2 separate regions of the Gossypium arboreum genome follow, and region 1 is linked to region 2. The links are chromatin contacts, called in public Hi-C maps. All regions are on one chromosome and are shown on one strand. Each heading gives the region's core, a stretch centred on a gene start, on an enhancer-like site or on the middle of the called end of the contact. The rest is flanking DNA. Distances are from core to core; before and after follow the strand shown. Region 1 holds the start of LOC108486964. Region 2 holds the start of LOC108482705 (cationic amino acid transporter 1-like).

Region 1 (5,207 bases), core at 1,383-3,882, 630 kb before region 2:
TATTATAATTAAAAATATAACATTACATGATATTATAATGTTTAATCATTGATGCATATTTATAAACTATTAACATATTATATGATATGATATAGCATTATGTAAAATAATAGGAGGATTAACTTTCAAATGTACAAAATTATAGGGACTTAGAGTATATTTCAACCCATATAATAATAAACAATAATATATTATATTTTTTATAATAACTAATATATATAATGTACTACTATTATATTATAGAATGTAATAAAAGATGTAATATTACATTATATTATAATGTTTAATCATTGATGCGTATATATATAAACTATTAATATATTATATACTATATGAAATAATATAGAATTATATAATAAAGTAGGCGGGTTAACTTTCAAATGTAGGAAAATAGGGACTTAAAGCATATTTCAAACATTATAATCATAAATAATAATATATGGTAATAATGATTATATTATGCACTACTCTACTATTATAGTATATGATATTGTATTATATAATGAAATAATATATTTTATAAGTCGTAATATATATAAATAACTATTACTATATTATTGATTATAATAAAAGATATAGCATCAATAGTTATATATAATTTAGCATATTAAAATACATGTTTATAATTATAACTAGCAATAAATAAAATATTATTAAAATTTAATATCTTAATAAAATAACTTTTATTAATTTGGATATAAAATTGGTTTTAACTTTTACAAATTGCATTTGAGTATTGTGTTTAATTTCTTTTTATTTTGGACATGAGATTTGAACAATAATTATTTTATTTTGAGTTTGGGTAATAATGATTATATTATTTGAGTTTGGGCTTATTATATTAAATTTGAGTTTTGGAATAAATATTTTAGAATATGAGTATTAGGTTTATAAATTTAATAAGAAAAAGAAAAAGTTATTCAATAATCAATATAATATAATAATAAACAATAATATATAATAATTAATATATAATGTACTATTATCATATATAACTATTATTATATTATAGATTATAATAAAAATATAGGAGTACATGATATTATAATGTTTAATAATTAATACATATATATATATATAAACTATTAATATATTATATAATATATGATATTATATAACATTATATAATAGTAAGAGGGCTAACTTTCAAATCTATGAAAAGTATAGGAACTTAGAGCATATTTCAAATAGTATAATAATAAACATTAATAATTAATAATTAATATATAATTTACTTCTATTATATATAACTATTATTATATTATAGATTACAATAAAAGATATAGAATTACATGATATTATAATATTTAATCATTGATGCATATATAAAACTATCAATATAATATATACTATATGATATGATATGATATAATATTATATAATGTAGTAGTAGGGATAATTTTCAAATGTCTAAAAAGTATAGGGACTTAGAGCCTATTTCAACGAGTATAATAATAAACAATAATATATGATAATAATTAATATATTATATTCTACTTTACTATTATAGTATGCAATATAGTATTCCATGACAAGATAATATATTTTATAAGTATTAGTATTTATAACTATTATTATATTATAGATTATAATAAAAGATATGTCATTAATAGTTATGTTTATGATTATAACTAGCAATACATAAAATATTATTAGAATTTTAATATATTAATAAAATATTATTTTATAAAATTTAATTTTAAATTGGGCTTTAACTTTTATAATTAGTAATTAAGTATTGAGTTTAATTTTTTTTATTTTAGACTTGGATTATAATTAGTTTATTTTGAATTTGGGTGATAATGAGTATATTATTTGGGTTTGAGCTTACTATAATATATTTTAGTTTTGGAATAAATATTTTAGAATAGGTATTAAGTTTATAAATTTAATAAGAAAAATAAAAGTTATTCAATTGTCAATATAATATAATAATAGAAAATAAAAATATTTTTGTTGATTCATATAATATCATAGAATAATCAATTTTAGATACAATAACCACTTTAATTAATTTATATGAAAGAATTTTATTAAATATATATAATTTATGCTTTTATAAGGAAAATTGAATTGTGTTATCATCGTATAAAAATAAAATGAATTATTACATTTGAAATTAAAATATTTATAAATAATAAAATTCAAGATTATTTGAATATGTTAGAGCTTGCCCAATTCGATCCAAGCTCAAATCTGAAAATCTCCAAATCGGAAAGAGACCAAATTTGAAAATTCAATTCTATAATAGATTTGAACTTGAAAATACCTGAATCAAAATTGATCTATACTCGAAAAGAAATCAAATCTAAAAAAATTTAAATCTAAAAATAAGCCCAACCCGAAACAGCCTATTTGCTAGCTCTAAACTTTTATATCAACCAGTTGAAATATAATACATACAATCTAATACCTTGAAATATAATATATATGGTATAGTATGATATGATTAAATTACTAGGTTTAAGCTTACATTTCTTTTAAAAACGTTTAAGCTTACCGTCTAAATAAATTTAGGTGTGAATTTTTTCTTTTTCTTTTTTCAACAGAGGTCTGAATGAATTTAAGCAAAATACGAATCACATTTCAGATTACGTCGGATTTAGACAAGTATTTACGTTGATAACACGAAATTTAATATTAAACATGGACCCACGATAATTTCAAAGGCCCAGACCCAAAATATATATTGACAGATAGAGAAAATCAGAAAAACGGGACCCCGTTCTAATTTCATCTAAAATCGTCACCAATGCTTCTTCACTTCCCATAAAATCTGAACCCACCGGAGACTGCCATGACGGATCACCACCACCGGTTCGGCCAAATCCGATCTACCTCCCAGGTCCTAAGACAAGCCGCCGTGCATTTCTACGCCCACCCTTTCACAATCCTTTTCCTTTCTTTACTCCTCTTCTCTTTCCGTTGTTTAGTTGAATCCGGTTCCCTTCTCCTCACTTCCTTCATCGACCGTGACCCTTCTTTCAAATCCCTTCTTTCCCGCCTCGACCTTCATCCTTCCCACCCCCACGCGCGTCTTCACCCTACTCGCCGTCCTTTCCTTCACCTCACCCGTGTCGGTACTCTCGACGACGACTTCTTTTCTTCCGACGATGATCACCCGGACCGCTCCCTCTTTGGTTCTTTTCCTAACCGCCCCATCAATTCTACGCCGGTTATTCTTTACAACTTTGACACTAGATTGGGATTTTCGCATTCCGTGGCGGATAACGGGATTCTGTTGCTGGAGATTGTTCGTCACGGTGTTAAATTCAAGACTAGCCCCTTTGAATATGAAAGAAATGAAGGGGAACAACAAGAAGAAAGAGTTGTGGATTTTCAGTTCGTGTATAAAGGATTTGAGTTGGGCCGTCAAGATGCAGCGACGCTTTTTTTCCTCGTCAGCTTTTTATCGTTTTCGTATGGGTGGGTGATTCTAGGGTTTACAACGATTTACTCTTTGATTTTGGGTGTTCTTTTTGTTACAGTTGTTAATGACTTGATTGGAAGATTTGTTTCCTTTATTGGGGCTTTTTTGGATGGGTCAAAAGTGGGATTAAAAAGACTCACTGGGTTCGTTTTAATGAAATGGGCGGTAAGAGACGCGGTAACTCAGCTTCTTGGATTATGGTATTTCGGAGAAATTGAGGATCACTACTCGTTTTTCAAGCTTTTTGTTAGGTTAAAGTTGATGCCTTTTTCGGTTATGTCACCGTGGATTAGGGGTTTTGAGAAGGAGATTTCAGGGTTTTTGTTTACGTGGTTCTTGGTGGATACTTTAGTTGCATTCGCTTTCTCTCTAGCTGCTTGGATTGCCATTGTGGATTCGAGAAGAACCGGGAGGGAAATTATTGAAGAAGGTTGTTATTTGATGTCAACACTGTTGAACCAAGCGATACAGATCAAGTGCTATGAAGCTATTGCCATGTGGGTTTTGACTTATATAGGTGGGGATCATTTTTTCGCTACTGTTATTCAGGCTGCTTTGGAGCTGTATTTCATGGTGGCTTGGTTGATATTTTACTTTATGGTGAGGTGTAGGGAAGCTAGTGCAGCGGGTAGAAGGTATGGGAGGAGAGAATTGGAGGTTTTGGTTGATGGACTTAGATGATAATCAACTGGGGAAAAATGGGTTGAACTTGCCTTTGCAGATGGTAATTTCGACTGTGACACTGAAGATACAGATAATCGAATCAAGCGTGTCGTGTCTTCCTGGTTTTTTGCAGTGAGTGATGCCATACTGCCATTATTTGGTGTAAGAACCTGCCAATGCGTTCCATATACGTTTGATTTTATCATGAGGCAATACATTGCTTTGTATATTTTCACTAAAATTGCTTTTGTCTGTATATTTTGTTGCAATCAATTGGTGTTTGCTGGCTTGCAGTATTTGTTCCTTGCTGGTATCAATGAGTACAGTAATGATGCTATTATGTTTAGAACGTTATCTTTGTGCTGTGGTCTTTTCCCCGTATCTTCTTGCGTATGCTAATGTGAATTACTTCATTTGCACGGCACTATATTTGCTTTTGTCTGTATATTTTGTTGCAATCAATTGGTGTTTACTGGCTTGCAGTATTTGTTCCTTGCTGGTATCAATGAGTACAGTAATGATGCTATTATGTTTAGAACGTATGCTAATGTGAATTAGCTTTGATTTTACCCTATTTCTAATTGATGCTTTTGGTTATAAGATGCTGATCATATATGCTTGATATGGCTATGACTTTTTTTGATTTGTCATTTTATTGTTGGAAAAGAAGTTCTAGAAATTGAGTGGAGGCATGCTGGTACATCTGCATTTTATGCTGTAGTGGGCAGTATATTGGGGTGTGGCATGCAATTTTAGCAAATATTAGATGTTGCTTTTGTGCTAGGGTATCAGAATGAGGTAAAACCTAAGTTAGAATGATGTGTTTGGCATGGGCTGTAATGAGAAGTGAGATAAAATCACCCAAGATTGTGTAAATTGAGGTAGGCTGTGCATTTTTATCCTGTTTCCTGGTTGCATTGCTGGTTTTGAAAAGGTTACGGAAATTTGCTTGTAACTGTTGCCAAGTTGTGGAGTATTCTGGAGTTCAATCAGTTGGCATTCTGAATTAAGTTTTAAAGGGTCTACATGAGACAAATGAATCTAATAGACTTTTTATGAGGAAGTCCTGTTTAAATTATGATCATTATCCTTAAAATGGATTTCATTATTCCAA
Region 2 (5,569 bases), core at 1,517-4,016:
ATTTATTATACATATATAATTATAGTATTAAAATATTTTATATTAAGATAATATTTTTAAAATTTTATTTCACTTTTTAATTTAACATAAAATTATTATCAATTACTTTTCCTATTAATAAAATTTTAGTATAAAATATACAATGCTTATGAATACATTTTTAAAAATAAAGAATTATCATTTATTTTATTTTATTTTTATTTTAAGTAATAACATAAAATTATATTAATTATTGAAGTCTATCATGGTTGTTTAGTTATGAATCCGAGTTTTGGGTCGGATTTATCTCAAGCTCGAGCTAGATCAATCTTTGACTTGGATCTATGACGGGCTCAGGCTTTCTCGGACTTGGATCATTACAAGCTTAGATCGACATGGGCAAACTTTCGAGCTCAAGTTTATTTTGCCAGCTCTAATGTTTAGTGATGACATTTAGATATTGCATATACTAGCTGATACATATATCAACTAAAATGCTTTAAATAATTATGTGTTTCCAAATAAGTCTTGGGCACGTTAGAAGTATGACAAACTAGCCAGTTCTATAAAATGAAAAATTCTTAAAAGAAAGAAGCAAGAAATGAATATGGTCACGTGTTAAAAAAGGCGGGTACTCATGAAGAAATCCAAGGCATAAGTTTCAAAAGTGGTTCAGTTACATGAAATTATGAATATAATGAGATATCTCAATCAATAATGTCATAACTAAGGATGATGGAGCTGACAAAAGGAAATTATTGTCAACAACGCTTCTATCATACCTTATGAAATGTATCTCGAGCATGAAATTCAAACTCCCAAAAGGTTTAAAACCAAGTGGAGTACATGTAGCATAATAGTGAAAAAATAAAAGTTATAAAATCTAGAATTGACTTGTAAAATAAACTTTCACAAGATACTTGACTTTGATTATGAAAATGATTAACTTTGTTTGAGTGCAATAATTTGACTCTAAATACAAGTTATTTATTTACATTTAGTACATTTTATTAAGTTGATATAAATTATTTGATAATATTATAAAAATAAAAAACAAAAATCCCTAAAGGATTAATGCTTGAAGCATAAAACTTTGAGTTTCTAAGAAAATCATTAAATATGAATATGAGTTTTTCACGTATTTTTAATAATCAATGTATTTATAAATATATGTTATTATTGTTGATATTATGTATTAAATATAATTGGAGTTTTGAAAATTTCCAAGAGCAATAATTATTTGCTGGATAAACTTTATAATAAAAGTATATCCGAAGATCGAGTGTTCAATAAGGACAAATGGTCACACAATAACATCATAAAGAATTGCTATTGAGTATCCAGTGGTGTTTATATAATCAAAATTAATGAAGATCATTTTTTATGTGGATTGGAGATATTGAAAAGGAATATAAATGATCATACAATTATGTTATAAAACGATGGTACTAAAGTACTATTTCTTTATGTGTCTAATACACTCATTGAGTTGGTAATAGTAAATGATAAAATCCATGATTTTTATAAAACTGTTGGCAACATCTAAAGCATAGCAATTGAACTTTATTGTTATATTGATACACATCAACAAAATTTGTTATAAATGTTGATGATTTACTATTCATAAATAATATTAAACGTCTCAACATTAAGTTATAAATGATGTTAAAATAAGAGAGTAAAATATACACTATACCCTTTTTTAATCAACTCTTTTTTCTTTACTAGAATTTTTTTCACAAAGTTTTTCCTAATAATATTTTAACGAGACATATTTATTCTTTATTAATGGATATCCAATGAGTGGTATAAATAATATATTATTATAGATGTCCATAACTCTCAAAGTTGTAACCTCTATTGGAATAATGAGGATTTTATATTGTAATTAAACCTCTATTTACTATTTGTAACTTAAGAAATTGTATTATATTAAAAGATATATTTATAGAAGTATGTACAAGGCTGGTAGAGATGTAGAAGAAATAAAATAAAAGTTCTCTCATTTATCTTTCTATTATATTATTTCTTTATATTTATATTTCCTCTTTATTTTATTCTTTCCTTTCATTATTTCATAATAATTCTGTCTTTTTATAATTACAAAATTAAAAAAAATCAAATTTTTAAATTAAAAATGCAAAAACTTAATGTGTCAAAATTAAAAATAAATGAACTAAATTCAAAGTTTAATATAGCATAGGACCGCTAGCATATTTAAACTTATGGGTGTTTTTTTCTACTTTAATTGGAAGCCAACTAATCTTGGATTAACCTGTCCATATGTACAAAACGTATACCGAAGAGTATCCTGAAATTGATTTTGTTACTATATTAATCATCCATCACTCCAAATATATTTTTGTATCTTAATGCAATAGTTGTAGTCAAATTAGGTAATGGTTCTCAGGGTTTAAATTTTTTTATCTAAAATACTTTTTTTAATTTGGTAAATTTTTCTACCTTAATATCTGAATTAGATAATTGTTTCCCATTAAAGTTTAAACATTTTAAAATTAATTTTGAACCTATAATTATTCTCACAATAAATTTTAATTTTTTTCTCTAACTTCTTTTTAAAATATATTATAGATTAATTTAAAAAAAATTAAAGTTATAATTTAAAATTAATTGTCAAATTCAAGAATGAATTTAAAAAAAAAATCAAACGCCAAACCAAAACAATTACCAAAATTCGGCCAAATAATGAAATAGTTTTATTTTTAAAAACACAAGGAAATTTGAATTACAAATATTCTTATCTATAACCGCACACCTAGAGAGCATCGTACGTAATGGAACAGTATATAGGATCGAAAATATAAAGCATATATGGGAAATTGTCACGTGGAAAGAGCTCTCTCTGTCTATCATAAATAGCCTTCACCATTTTTATTATTTTAACCTGTAGTGCAGTTGTAGATTTAACAGTCTCTGCTTAGCTTTCAAGCTTTTCAAGGTATGGTTTCTTTTCTTTTCTCTTTTTTTATTCTGTATTATCTCAGTCTCAAGCACGCACGAAATGACAACAAAGAATAAAATCCAAAAGGAGATCTCCCATGAAATCCGTAATGTTTAAGTGCATGCAGGCAATCTGCTTTCCATTTCCTTTTTTCTTCTTCTTCGTGATCTTTCTTGGTTATAGCCATTGAACTTATAATCATAGTGGAGAAGTTGTTTGGTAGATTTTTACATCATTGAGTGATGAGATCTGTAGAGAAAAACTCAAATTTCATTGAAAAAAATTACCCCTAAATAGAAAAGCCAAGAAGAAGGTTTCAATTCTATCCAACTGTCCCAATTGCGCTCGGATTTGGATGGAGAGAAAATCCTAACAGATAAAATCTCTCTTTTTTTTTTATGGAGAATACATTGTCATAGTTATCGAATAATTTCTTGACTTTCTTCCTCTAGGTCTAGGGTGAGCCAACCTGGATTTGTAAGGTCTGTTGAGCCTCGCACATTCTTATAACAACGACTGTGAAACTGATATTTGATGATTTGTCATTTTAATTCCTCAAACATTTTACATGTTAGTATTTCAGAACGGATAGCGATGGAAGGTGGTGAGAATGAGAATGGGGGTAAGAAGAGGGGATGCGGTTGCAGCAAGCAAGATTTCTTGCCAGAAGAGTCATTTCAGAGTTGTAGAAGCTATTTGAATGCATTGTGTAACACTAAATCTAGGCTTAGAGACCGGCTGCTGGCACGTTCCGCGGACCATATGGAACTACATGAAATACGTGGTCGTAGCCAGCATGAAATGAAGAAAAGGTTGAATTGGTGGGACATAATTTGGTTTGGGATTGGAGCTGTGATGGGTTCAGGAATATTTGTCCTCACTGGGGAAGCCGCTAGAAATCATTCTGGGCCAGCAGTCGTGGTTTCGTATCTTATTTCAGGTATGACTGCGCTGCTTTCGGTTTTGTGCTACACTGAATTCTGTGTGGAACTACCGGTTGCGGGAGGCTCATTTACATATCTTAGAGTAGAGCTGGGTGATTTCGTTGCTTATATTGCTGCTGGGAACATTCTGTTTGAGTACGTGGTTGCTGGTGCTAGTGTGGCAAGGTCCTGGACTTCCTATCTCGCTACTTTGTTCAACCATGACCCCAATAGTTTCCGCTTCCATGCTTCATCCTTTCCCGAAGACTACAGCCATTTAGACCCTATTGCAGCAGTTGTCTCACTGCTCATCTGCATTGCCGCATGTATGAGCACCAAAGGGTCCTCAAGGTTCAATTCCATTGCCACCATTGTCCATCTACTAGTTTTGCTTTTCATTCTCATTGTTGGTTTGACCAAAGCTAACCCCCAACATTTTTCCAACTTTGCCCCTAATGGCATCCGTGGTATTCTGAAAGCTTCATCTATTCTCTTCTTTGCTTATGTGGGATTTGATGGAGTGGCAACCCTTGGAGAAGAGGTTAAGAACCCGGGTCGAGATATCCCAATCGGCTTAATAGGCTCGATGTTGATTATAATACTACTGTATTGCCTTCTCTCAGCAACATTGATTTTGATCCAACCCTACTACCAAATTGATGTGAATGCGCCATTTACTTTGGCATTCCAAGCCATAGGCCTGAAATGGGCTAAATATATTGTTGCTTTAGGTGCATTGAAGGGCATGACCACGGTCTTGCTAGCCAACATACTTGGACAAGCTCGGTATTTCACTCACATAGGGCGCACTCATTTGGCACCACCCTTCCTTGCAACCATTAACGAGAAAACAAGAACACCAGTTAACGCCACAGTCGTCATGACCCTCCTAAACTCCATCGTAGGATTCTTCACAAGTCTTGACGTGCTGGCAAACCTTCTTTCCTTGACAACACTGTTGATTTTCTCACTGGTTGCATTGGCGCTTTTGGTTAGACGTTACTATGTGGGAGGTGAGACAACAAGCTCCAACAGAAACAAGCTGATCCTGTTCTTGATGTTGATGGTAGGATCCTCAATTGCTACTGCTGTATATTGGGCGATTGGGAAAAATGGATGGATCGGATATGCAGTGACTGTCCCCATTTGGTTCATAGCTACACTTGGGCTAAATCTGATGGTGAAGGAAGCAAAGAAACCTAAGTTGTGGGGAGTGCCATTAGTGCCTTGGCTACCATCAGCTTCTTTTGCCACTAACGTTTTTATCATGGCTTCAGTTGATGGGGCATCATATGTGCGATTTGGAATCTGGACATTGCTATTGCTGGTCTATTATGTTTTCATTGCACTACATGCTTCATATGATGCAGCTAAGGAGACTACTGATACAACTTCAGCAGCTACTGCTACATGCCTTGAGGATGGAGGAGCATCACAACTCCACCATTGAATCTTTTCTGGAGTAGATTATTATTATATATTGCTCTTATTTATTTTCGTTATTTGTAACTTCAAGGTTTAATTATATTAATGCAAAATTATGTTTTTTAATTCGGCTTGTGCAAATTAATTTGTAAAATTAATATTAAAATTTTTAAGATTACCAACTCAAGCATTTCAGGAGGCAAGGCCAAACGTCCAGGCTGGTTTTCTCTACAAAAAGATAAAAAAGGCGGAAGGAAAGATGATCAAATAAGACTAAGGA

What was found. A called contact is a pair of places that touch in the nucleus more often than the background predicts.
Region 1: a contact with region 2 is called in a Hi-C map of leaf, with 3 times the contacts expected there. The contact joins the promoter of LOC108486964 here to the promoter of LOC108482705 in region 2. A contact is called at or near these places in 2 of 5 Hi-C or Micro-C datasets (both in leaf).

What each region holds. Positions count from the first base shown.
Region 1 is chr1:59,893,796-59,899,002 of ASM2569848v2, reverse strand. It overlaps LOC108486964, which reads left to right and starts at 2,632. Exons shown (of 1, transcript XM_017791132.2): 1 at 2,632-5,207. The coding sequence starts at 2,798. The coding sequence ends at 4,111.
Region 2 is chr1:59,264,414-59,269,982 of ASM2569848v2, reverse strand. It overlaps LOC108482705 (cationic amino acid transporter 1-like), which reads left to right and starts at 2,766. Exons shown (of 3, transcript XM_053028814.1): 1 at 2,766-2,938; 2 at 3,394-3,423; 3 at 3,517-5,415. The coding sequence starts at 3,536. The coding sequence ends at 5,314.